Linked DNA regions of Mus musculus: region 2 is linked to region 1. Evidence: chromatin contacts called from public HiCAR-type data. All regions are on one chromosome and are shown on one strand. The core of a region is the stretch at or near the end of the contact, and the rest is flanking DNA. Distances in the headings are between cores, read along the strand shown. Region 1 holds the start of Ism1 (isthmin 1, angiogenesis inhibitor). Region 2 holds the start of Jag1 (jagged 1).

Evidence for each region. HiCAR-type assays count read pairs that join an accessible place to other places.
Region 2: a contact with region 1 is called in a HiCAR-type map of astrocytes, with 4 times the contacts expected there. The contact joins the promoter of Jag1 here to the promoter of Ism1 in region 1. A contact is called at or near these places in 1 of 484 Hi-C or Micro-C datasets (embryonic stem cells) and 2 of 115 datasets of contacts at active chromatin or transcription factors (astrocytes and embryonic stem cells).

Annotation. Positions count from the first base shown.
Region 1 is chr2:139,675,139-139,680,482 of GRCm38.p6, reverse strand. It overlaps Ism1 (isthmin 1, angiogenesis inhibitor), which reads right to left and starts at 2,305. Exons shown (of 6, transcript NM_001276489.1): 1 at 1,676-2,305. The coding sequence starts at 1,813.
Region 2 is chr2:137,113,774-137,118,646 of GRCm38.p6, reverse strand. Jag1 (jagged 1) reads left to right here and starts at 2,127. Exons shown (of 26, transcript NM_013822.5): 1 at 2,127-2,470; 2 at 2,938-3,243. The coding sequence starts at 2,390.

The DNA.
Region 1 (5,344 bases), core at 1,056-3,555:
TCTTTCTTTCTTTTTTTTTTTTTTTGATCGGGGGTGGAGGTGGGGGGGGGGGCTGTTCTTCAGCAAAAGCCCTCTGAGAATCCCATCCAGTTCTACCAGCTGCTTCTCTCATTAAAGTACTGTTGGGGTGGAAAAGGCCAACCGGAGATTATTCTAATGATAGCAAGCACCTCATAAAGAAATCTGCCAAATTTACTTTTCCATAGAACATCATTTTTTTTTACAGGTTTTCATGAGTCCACGAGGAAAGAAAGCATCACATATAAAATACAATTTCCAGAAGCCTTCATGATAGTGAGGATTATTTCTTCAGTGTTTGGCATGGGGGAAATATCTGTTGCTGTTCAGGGTTACCCGAAGGGTAATGTGAGAGGCTCCTCCAAACCCAGATTGTTTTTAGAAGGGTTTGAGAACTTTTAAGCTTAAGGTTTGCATTTTTGCAGGCCTGGTTTGCATTTGTAAGGGTCACCTTGCTTTAGTCTGGCAGACAGCAAGCTTGATATAATTAACCAACAGGTGGGAATGTGTGAATTCTAACAAGTTTCTTAATCACTCGGTGCCTCAGTTTCGCAATCTGTAAGGCAGAGAGATTAACAATCTTGTAATGAGGGTTAGGATGAGATTAAATGAGTTAGCCCCTGCAACACTCTTAAAACAGTATCGTGGTAAACACCTGATGTAGACGTGTTTAAATAAACGCTCTTTTCAGCAACAGGTTATTAGTCTTTTAATGGCACAAAGATGTAAAAATCTCAACATTGCACAGTGACTAGTTTTAGTAGGGCCTGGCTTGGTTTCTTTAGAGAGTGTAGAATCCTGGCTGTTCCCTGAAGAAAATCCCAGCTCACTTCTACTAGTTCTGGTTTAATGCATGCTCTACCTCTAAAACCATGAGGCAGGCTTTCCAAAGTCATAATAGAAAAGCCCATGTGGGCAACCTTTACTCAGCAATATTCATTTGGCATCTCAAGACCTAATATATGCCCCCTGGCCTCATCTCTCCCCCTGGAGCCGAAACAGAATCCTGTTACTAAAAGAACCTTCAAAGCAGATGTTCACCGGGAAGAAGTTTAAAAGTCCCAAGTAACTCCAGACCAAATTCCTACAGGTGCCTTGACTATGGCCCTTTGCCTGGTACATAGGGGCATAAGAGGTGAAGGAATCACTCAGGCAAAGGTGGGGTGTCTGGCTAGTCTCCAGAAATAATGTCTTGACCTCTGACACTGCTTGCACACCCAACAGAATACTTTCTCCTAAATATAGCTTGGAGATTTATCTTATAAGGCCTCTTTATGTCGCCTCACCTCAGTCTCTCTTGCCTCAAGACAAACTTCTAAGTCTCTGGCAGTACTCAGCATCAAAAGCATCCTCCAGCCAGCTTATGCCTCCCAAGCCTAAGACTTCTTCCTGGTGCCAAACCTGTGACAGATCTGAGGCTTTCTCTAGGTAAACTTTGAAGCAGGCCTGGCCTCTACACATAACCCTTCCACCCACCCACCTTCCGCCCGATCCCCTAGTCCAAACTTTTCTGCTTAAACCCGGTTGCCTAGGCAAAAGTGCTCCTTGGTGGAACGGAGGACCCGCCTTCTGCAATGTACCAAGCTCTCTTGCTTAGTACCTTGCGGGCCACCCAGCTTCGTTCAACCACGCACGCCCCCTCCGGCGGCGCACTCACCTGCAACTGGGACCCGCTGACGTTGCCGGCGGCCGCGTCCTGCCGGTCGGAGGCTCCGGATCCGCGCAGAACCGTGATGTGCAGCGTGAGCAGCAGTAGCCCCAGCAGCAGGAGCAGTTCCGCAGCCAGGCGCACCATCCTCTTGAGTCGCGCGGCTTTAGGACCCCGCGCGACTGGCGGCGGCGGCGGCGGCGCCGCCGCCGGGGGAGGAGGAGTCGGAGCCCCCGAGCTCGACTGAGCGGCTCCCGCCTCGGCCCCCACCGGGGCCCCGCTCCCCGGGCCGGCAGGGCTGGCTCTGGGCTCGGCCGAGCGCACGGGGCCCGGGGAACAGGAGCAGCCGCCAACGCCGCCGCCACACCACAGCGGAGCCACCGCGGGGCCGGGGACGTCCAAGCCGGTGGCGGAGCAATCCCAGGAGCTGTCCGGCGGCGGCGATGGGGACCCGGGGCTGTCCGCGACCCAGGCCCGGCCAGGGTCCACCCTTCGGGCAGGGAACTGCGGGGGCGGCGGCGGGGCGGGCGCAGCCGAGCCCCCGAGCGCACATGGGCTCCCCAGATGTGGCCGCGGTGCCGCAGCTGGAGCGGGAGCGGCCGCCAGAGGAGCGCGGGGTTAGAGGCGGAGGAGGAGAAGGAGGAGGAGGGCTTCAGAGGCCGCCCGGAGTTACCTCCACTCTCGGCTCCCCCGCCCCCGCTGCCGGGAGCCACTCACCCTCGGGGCCACCACCTTCCTCACTCCAAGTTCCTTGGGACCTCTAGCTTCGTCGCCCCGCTCGCTCAGTCCCCGGATGGGCTGGCTCCGGGTCACCGAGGTTGTCACCGTTTGAGGATAACTGGGGGCGCCCCGCCGGCGCCTGCGTCCGCCTTCTCGGCTGTGCTAAGTGCTTGCTGCCGAGGTCGCTGTGGCAAAGGAACTAGCCCTCTGCTCGCTCTAGTGCTTGGGGCTGCGGGCGAGTGGGGGTCGCCCAGGCCACCTGAGAAAAGTTTATGGGCAAAGTAGAGCTGGAGTTATAGGAGTGGAGAACGGAGGGGCCAGACAAACCAGGTGTCTGCGACCCCACCACGCACCCTGACCTTGAGCAGCGAGTTTGGGGGGTAGGGGGTGGGGTGACACGGTGTCTGTCGGTCCGGAAGGGTCTTGACACTAGCTGCGGGGCTCTGGGCTGGCTGATCACTGGGTGCAGCAGACCGTGCGCCTACAGCGCCCTGGAGCGTCGGAAAGGCGGGTGAGTTGGATTCAATCCGCGCGCGTCTACTTAAGTGCGCAGGTGTCGCGTGGGAGGCTGCGAAGAACACGGTGTGCGCTGCGAAGGCGCTCGGACGTCAGTGGGATGCTGGGTGACTCTCAGCTTGGTAGACTCGAGTCTGGGGGCTCATCCTGGGGGTGCTGCGCCTGGAGGGGACTTGGGGGCTGCCGAAACGCAGCCGCTGCAACAGCGCCACCGCCTCATGACCGCGCTCCAGCCTCGGGCTCCCGGGAGCGACTCATGCCTTGCAAGTGGTGCGGCTGGCGAGCAGAACGGCTGGGTGATATATCTGGAGAGCGCGGGATCCTTGCCAACGAGGCTAGAGAGAACTGGGTCCAGCGTGGCTCTGGCTCCTGCCTTCCCCAAGTGGCTCGAGTGACGGGCACTCTGTTAGGCTGGAGACTTTTATACTGTGTTCCCTCCGCCTCCTTCCTCCCCTGAGCCAGCTCAGCCCTTCCCTCTCGGTGAGCCCAGCCCTAGTCAAGCGTGAGCACACGTTCCCACAACCCTTGTCACACATTGCCATTTCTCATCCGCAACCCAGGACCGTTGCACAAATCTCCTTAGGTGAATGAAATCAAACAAACAAATAAAACTTTCTTACCGGCACGCCACTTTTCTCTCTTTTCCTACCTCTTTCTACAATCACTAGAAACGGACAGAAGATTCCTAATTAAACTGTCTTTAGAGTTAAAATCTTTCTTTGGAAACTCTAAGATGAATTTCTTCGCCACTCCAAACGTTCCTCAGGTCGTCTTAGCATTTTCCAGAATTTAACTAGTTGTGGTTCAGCATGCTGTTTGCATCTGTTTGTATCCAGTTAACTTATTGCCTCTTTGAAAATGCTGGAAAACATCTTTAAAATTCTAGCCAAACCCAGCAGCTCATTAATAAATTGGCAGCTATTTATAAAGTGCGGGATGGGCATCTTTTCCTTTTCACTAAGGGTGGGTTTCCCCTCTCTGGCAGAGAGCTCTCTTTCAACTGTTAGGCTGCCTGGCTTCCCATTGCTATCTCTAGGCTCTAAAATACCAATAATTGTCAACTGGAGCGCTGAGGGGAGAAATTGAAACAATAAACCTTGGTGGTTCAGATGGGAGATCAAAGGGGATTCTAGCAGCTTTGGAATCCCAGAAGGATTCCCCTGCGTGTTTTCTAATTAGAATCACTTAAGAGTATCAGGCAGCCGAATCAGCACACAGGTGGAATAGATAAATTAAGACGGCAAACTAGAATCCTGTGGCCATAGATATGTGGACTTTCCAGGTGGTAATGTGGACACACAGCGACAAATGACTCCTGTTGCCAAAAGCAGGCTGTTCTAGATTAGAGCTGAGAGGATGCTGTATTTTGTCTCCCCCCCCCCCAGTCTCCCCATGTGAGCCTCGACTGCATTTCTCTCATCCAAAAGTTATATTTTTTTCTCCTAAGGAAAAATGACTAAAGAAAAAAAATGTGGAAAGAAACTGTTGCAAGGAATGTACATTCTTATAAAATTATAGATGGAGATTTTGAGATCAAAGTCTTTGTAAAATGTTGTAAAATTGTAAATTGAGTTTGGGGGTCAGATGTTTTTATTAAATGTTGAACAAATGTATGAATGAATGCTACTGAAGTCTCTTCAATCTGGGCAACCCAAATTCCAGATGCATTCATACTCTGGTAAGGACATACCGGTTGCATTCTCAAAGCAACGATACCAGCAACATCCTGCAGCTGAGGGCTTAGGGAACATTGGCTCACACATTATACGAAAGGGGAGCCATGTGTCTACTGCACCACCAAGTACCGTTTAAAGCACATTTCTGAAATTGTCCCAGGAGCTGATGAAAGTTTGAAAACAATACTACATCCTTCAAATTTCCCAAGGGACTATATTCATACCTTTATCACTGGCCTTACTATATTCCCATAGAAGGTGTCTGTTATTCTGTCTGTATTCCCAAAAGACCTGGATTGGGCCATCTTTGTGGTAGAGCATTTTAGAAGCCCACTCAACCCCCAATATACTATTTCTTTCTACCTAAATTTATAGCTAGAAGACATTTTCCAGCCACATTTGGATCTAAGGATTGTGGAGTCTTGGGAGTTTTAAGACTCCTGAGTGATTATCAAGACATACTCAGCCTTCCCTTGCAGTATGGCAAGCCTGAGAGATATAAGGTGACCTTATTCAGATTGTTGTTCAGAAGAGAGCCATTGAACTAGAAATATATGCACTTTGTTCAAGTGAAAAAAAAATACCCCTTTCTTATTCAAATACACATGATTTTCTGATATTCCCAACTATCATTACCTCCCAAGACAGGTACAATCTTCCCAGATCATCACTACTATTTCTAGACTTGAGTACAGGACTTACGCAAGGCAAGGAGCTTCATTAAGACACACGCATATGATGTACTTTAATCATATTCACACTTTGT
Region 2 (4,873 bases), core at 878-3,377, 2.6 Mb after region 1:
AACTCTGGCTCCATAGCCGCCTTCTAGGGGTTAGTGTGGGACATGGGGCATGCATCATTGGATACAGCTTTACATTTTAAAACAGCTTTAGACCTTGGGACCTCAAGAAATATAGACTCTAAGACCACTGCAGTCTTTGTGGGCTATGTGGCTTTTCCACACCACCAATCCTTTGCTATAAAAGCGTTATTGAGCACCCTAACTTGGCGACTAGAGATGCAGGTAAGAAGTCCAATCAGAAGTGAGGACTGTTATATTTCTGGAAACTTTAGTGGGAAAAAAACAAAAACAAAAACAAAAACCTGTGTTGAATTAATGTTGAAAACGGGATGCTTTGCATTCGTGATCATTGGGTGGAGGAGGACTGGGCACACTGGAAAATGCCCAGGTGGCTGCTGTGTAGGCCAGGTGCTTCTGTGACCAGTTGCAAACTCATTCTGATTTGGGATATGCCCTTCCCAATTATGGATTAAGTTACTCGGGAATGGTTAGAATGAGATGCATTGCCATTAAGAAATCACCTATCTCAGGTGGTTAAAATGCCCAAGTTACGGAACCATCTTTGTTAGCCTGGAACTCAGCTTTCTCAACCCCATCAAGTGGTATGGGGCACTATCTATGCTGGGCCACTCTTTAAACGTAGATAACCACAAATAACCTGTGTTGTTATGTTGTCGTGTTCAGCATGTTGGAAACTGTTTTTCCCTTTACCCATCATGCCCTGATGTCTAGAAGGGTTGAGGCGCTAAAGCAATCTCGGAAAAATCAGAGCTTTTCTTCAGGACAGGCTCAACGCAAGTTAAGAAACCCTTTTCGTCCTTTAATGGAAATCTGTTTTCCTAAAGAGCTCCGTTTAAACCCGCCTGGAGTGGAGCTGGCAGAGACTTCAGCCAGCCTTTGGGTTCCCTTTGACCTTGATTATGACCAGGAGTGTCGCTGCTAATTGCGAGGCCTGCCTCAAGGTGGAAAATGGCATCGGTTTCCACCACCACCCAGGAGAAGCCAAGTTCTGTGGACCACGACAGCGGTTAGGTTCTTTTCAGGCCGCGTCTCGCCACCCAGAGAGCAGCGCGGAGGCCGCCTACAGGTGCAGTCCCGCCACTGCGCCCGGGCTGGAGGCTGGCGGAGCCCTCGGCGTCTCAGAAAGCCCTTCCCGAAGTCCGGGCTGAGCCCCCGGGTGCCCGCCGGCCACTCCCCCTGCTTCCCCCACGCCTCTGCCCCGGCGCGGTCTGGAAAGGACGCTGGGAGCCCCTCCGAGGCTCCACGGACATGGATTTGGGAAGGGATGGCGCGCGGCCGAGGCTTTCCCTCGAGTTTGCGGCAAGTCTGACTCCGGGAAAGTTTTTCAAAGTTCCCAGCAGAGTCTGCCCAGGTCGCCTCTGCGGGGCGAGGAGACGGCGGCGAGCGCGCCAGTCTCGCCGCCGCCAGCACAGGGCTCTGGGCTCGCTTGCTGGGAGCGGCCCGGGTTCCCGGCGGGCAGGCCCTCCTCCCCGGGGCAAAAGCCGCAGCTGACGCAGGCGGCTCCGAAGGCGGAAGCCGCCCGCCCCAACTGCTCCGGCCGTACCGCGGCGCCTACACCTGGGGCTTGCAAGGGAGCCCAGGCCGTGCACCGAGGGGGCGGTCCAGCGGAGGCGCTCTGGGCTTCTCAGAGCCATGGGCTCCTCCACGGTCCTTCCAGGTTCCTTTCTCCTGGCCCGGGCTCCCCGGGACACTGATCTGCGTGTGGGGGCCCCTCGGGCGGCCATGCCACCCGGTCCGTCCCGCAACTTCCAACCCCTTCTCAATTTCTCCCCTCCCCAACAACCCGGAGGAAAGGGGCGTGCCCAATAGATGGCACGCCCCTTATGAATATTAACAATCGCGCATGCGCCTTGTTCCGCGTGTTGAGAAGAGGTGGCCAGCCGGAGTCCCGGCTCCCAGACCGGCGCTCCGGGTCCCTTCGAGAGCCAGGCGGGCACGCGTCATTGTGTTACCTGCAGCCGGCCGGCGAGCTAGGCTCAGGTTTTTTTTTTTTTTTTCCTCCCCTCCCTCCCCGCGTTTCATGCAGCTGATCTGAAAGGGAATAAAAGGCTGCGCATAATCATAATAATAAAAGAAGGGGAGCGCGAGAGAAGGAAAGAAAGCCGAGAGGTGGAAGAGGGGGGAGCGCCTCAAAGAAGCGATCAGAATAATAAAAGGAGGCCGGGCTCTTTGCCTTCTGGAACGCGCGGCTCTTGAAAGGGCTTTTGAAAAGTAGTGTTGTTTTCCAGTCGTGCATGCTCCAATCCACGGAGTATATTAGAGCCGGGACGCGGCGGCCGCGGGGGCAGCGACGACGGCAGCCTCGGCGGGAGCACCAGCGCTAGCAGCGGCGGCGGCGTCCGGAGTGCCCGTGGCGCGCGGCGCAGCGATGCGGTCCCCACGGACGCGCGGCCGGCCCGGGCGCCCCCTGAGTCTTCTGCTCGCCCTGCTCTGTGCCCTGCGAGCCAAGGTAGGAGTCTCTCTCCCGCTCTTGCTCCCCGCGGTCCTCTCCCTTCCCTCGTGGCGTTCTGGACGGGAGCGGCTGTGGCTCCCAGTGCAAGTTCCGGAGCCCTTGAGTACAAGGCTCCCTGACCCTGACTTTTCACCCGAGAGGCAGCACCCGGTGAGGGAACGCTGGTTCCCCAGAGGGGAGCCCCTGGCCTCGAAAGATAAACTCCTCCAGGCTGGGCAAAATGCGATCATTACGTTCTCACGGTCCTTCGGGGCACTTGTCTTAGTTTTCCCGCACTTGTGTTTTTTATGCCCCCAAACCAGGTTGAGCCCTAAACCTAGTTTTTGCAAAATTATTTTCACTTGCCACCGAGGATCTTTGGCAGCCTGGGGTGTGTGTATTGGGGGTGGGGGGTGTCAAGGAGTCTCCACCTCCACCTTCAGAGAAAACTTTCTCATGCGTTGACCTTCCTTCCTCGCTGGCAGGTGTGCGGGGCCTCGGGTCAGTTTGAGCTGGAGATCCTGTCCATGCAGAACGTGAATGGAGAGCTACAGAATGGGAACTGTTGTGGTGGAGTCCGGAACCCTGGCGACCGCAAGTGCACCCGCGACGAGTGTGATACGTACTTCAAAGTGTGCCTCAAGGAGTATCAGTCCCGCGTCACTGCCGGGGGACCCTGCAGCTTCGGCTCAGGGTCTACGCCTGTCATCGGGGGTAACACCTTCAATCTCAAGGCCAGCCGTGGCAACGACCGTAATCGCATCGTACTGCCTTTCAGTTTCGCCTGGCCGGTGAGTGAGCGACACACCGACAGAGTCGAACGCGGGGCCGAGCCCTATATTGCCTTGAGAAGGATTTAATGCCACTTGAAACTTGGCACTAAGTTGAGAGGCTTTGGGGGTGGCAAGTTTGAGAGTCCAGACTACAGCTGGACCTGGACAAGATGAGACGGGCGGGTCTTCCATTCTGGGTGGTGTCTGCTTAGCGCAGCGAAATGGGGTCTCTGAAGAGCATTGCTGGGGGAAAGTACGCAAGGATGCTAATTTTATGCTTGCTACTTCCAGTTCCCACCCTCGACCAGGCGGTCATTATAGATGATTTCTTTGCTTAACTAATTAAAACTCGTAGTGCCCTGGAAGGCGACTGCGCATAGTCTGCCCTGCATACGCTGTCCAAGTTGGCACCCTCCCCTTTCCCGTGAGCCGCCCCGAGGGCGGGTGTGTCCTTCCTGCAGGGTGTGGGGGAGCAGGCTTCCCGCGGCTCTAGTGGGGAGATTTTAGTGTGTTGGAGGGGTGCTCTCCCAGCCTGAAGTGGCGGCTGCAGGAGGGGGGTTGTCTCCGGCTGGCGTCCAAGCTTTAGTCTGGGAACCTCCGCCCCCTGCCGGCCCCTTCCTCCCGCCCCCGCTCGGTGCAGCCCAGGCTGCCTTACTCCCAGCGGTTCCCCAGTTCTGGAACAGCTGTGTTTGCAAACTTCCCCGGGAAGGGCGGGCGCACTCTCTCGTCCGGAGGGCACCCGGCCTCCGCAAGCCCTTCCCGCGCCCTAGTAAGGCTTAGAAGAGGCAGCCCGCTATAAGTCGTGTTTGCGGGTGCAACTGCGTGCGCCCTCATCTCCCCCTTTTCCCTCGGAGCTGCTTGAGGCCGGCGTACCGCTGGCAGACTGCGGCAGAACCCTTGCAACATCCCAAAATGGGTGGAAGGAAGATGGGTGCGATTGCAGAAGGGGAGGAAAGGGAAATGGTGGGGGGTGTGCCCGTTGTCCAGGAGGCGTGACTCGCTGCCAGGACTGGTGCTCCGCCAAGCTTGAGCTCCGAGGGTGGGTGGTAAGAGGGGGAGATCTGTGCCCCAGAGGATTGCTTTCCGCCACGTGCTCGGATGGGGTGCGCTCTGCTGCCTCCTACCCGCGGCTTTGGGCTGTGATTTGAAACTCTGAAGAGGGGCGGGAGAGAAGCCTGTCTGGCTGTCTGTGTGTGAAGCTGAGCTGGCTCTTAATGTCTGCGTTTACAGGAGTTGGCCTTTGCTGTGGGTGCGATAAGACAGTTATCGAAAACATGCTATTAAAAAGGGTCTTATTTTGGCAGGGGACTGCCGCTGTAGGTGAAATCTCTTCAGATCTGAAGGCTGTGTCCGCTGTGGGATTTCACTTTTACAAAGAATGTTTGTCTTGTTTGTTAATCCCCTATTAGGGAGAACTTTAAGCTAAAGAGGTTGGCCACCTCTAAATCTGGCTGGGTCCATTCGAGCTTAGGGTGAGTACTGGCTGCCCTTGAGCTGTGTTTGGAGTTTCGGGAGGAAGGGGCCTGCAGGTGGTTCCACCCTCCCTAGGATCAGTCCGAGCCCCTCGCTTTTCACAAGACCATAAAAGGAATCTTATTAGTGATGTGGAAAGAACGGCAGGCCTGGCTGAGGTTTATTTTGGAGAGAG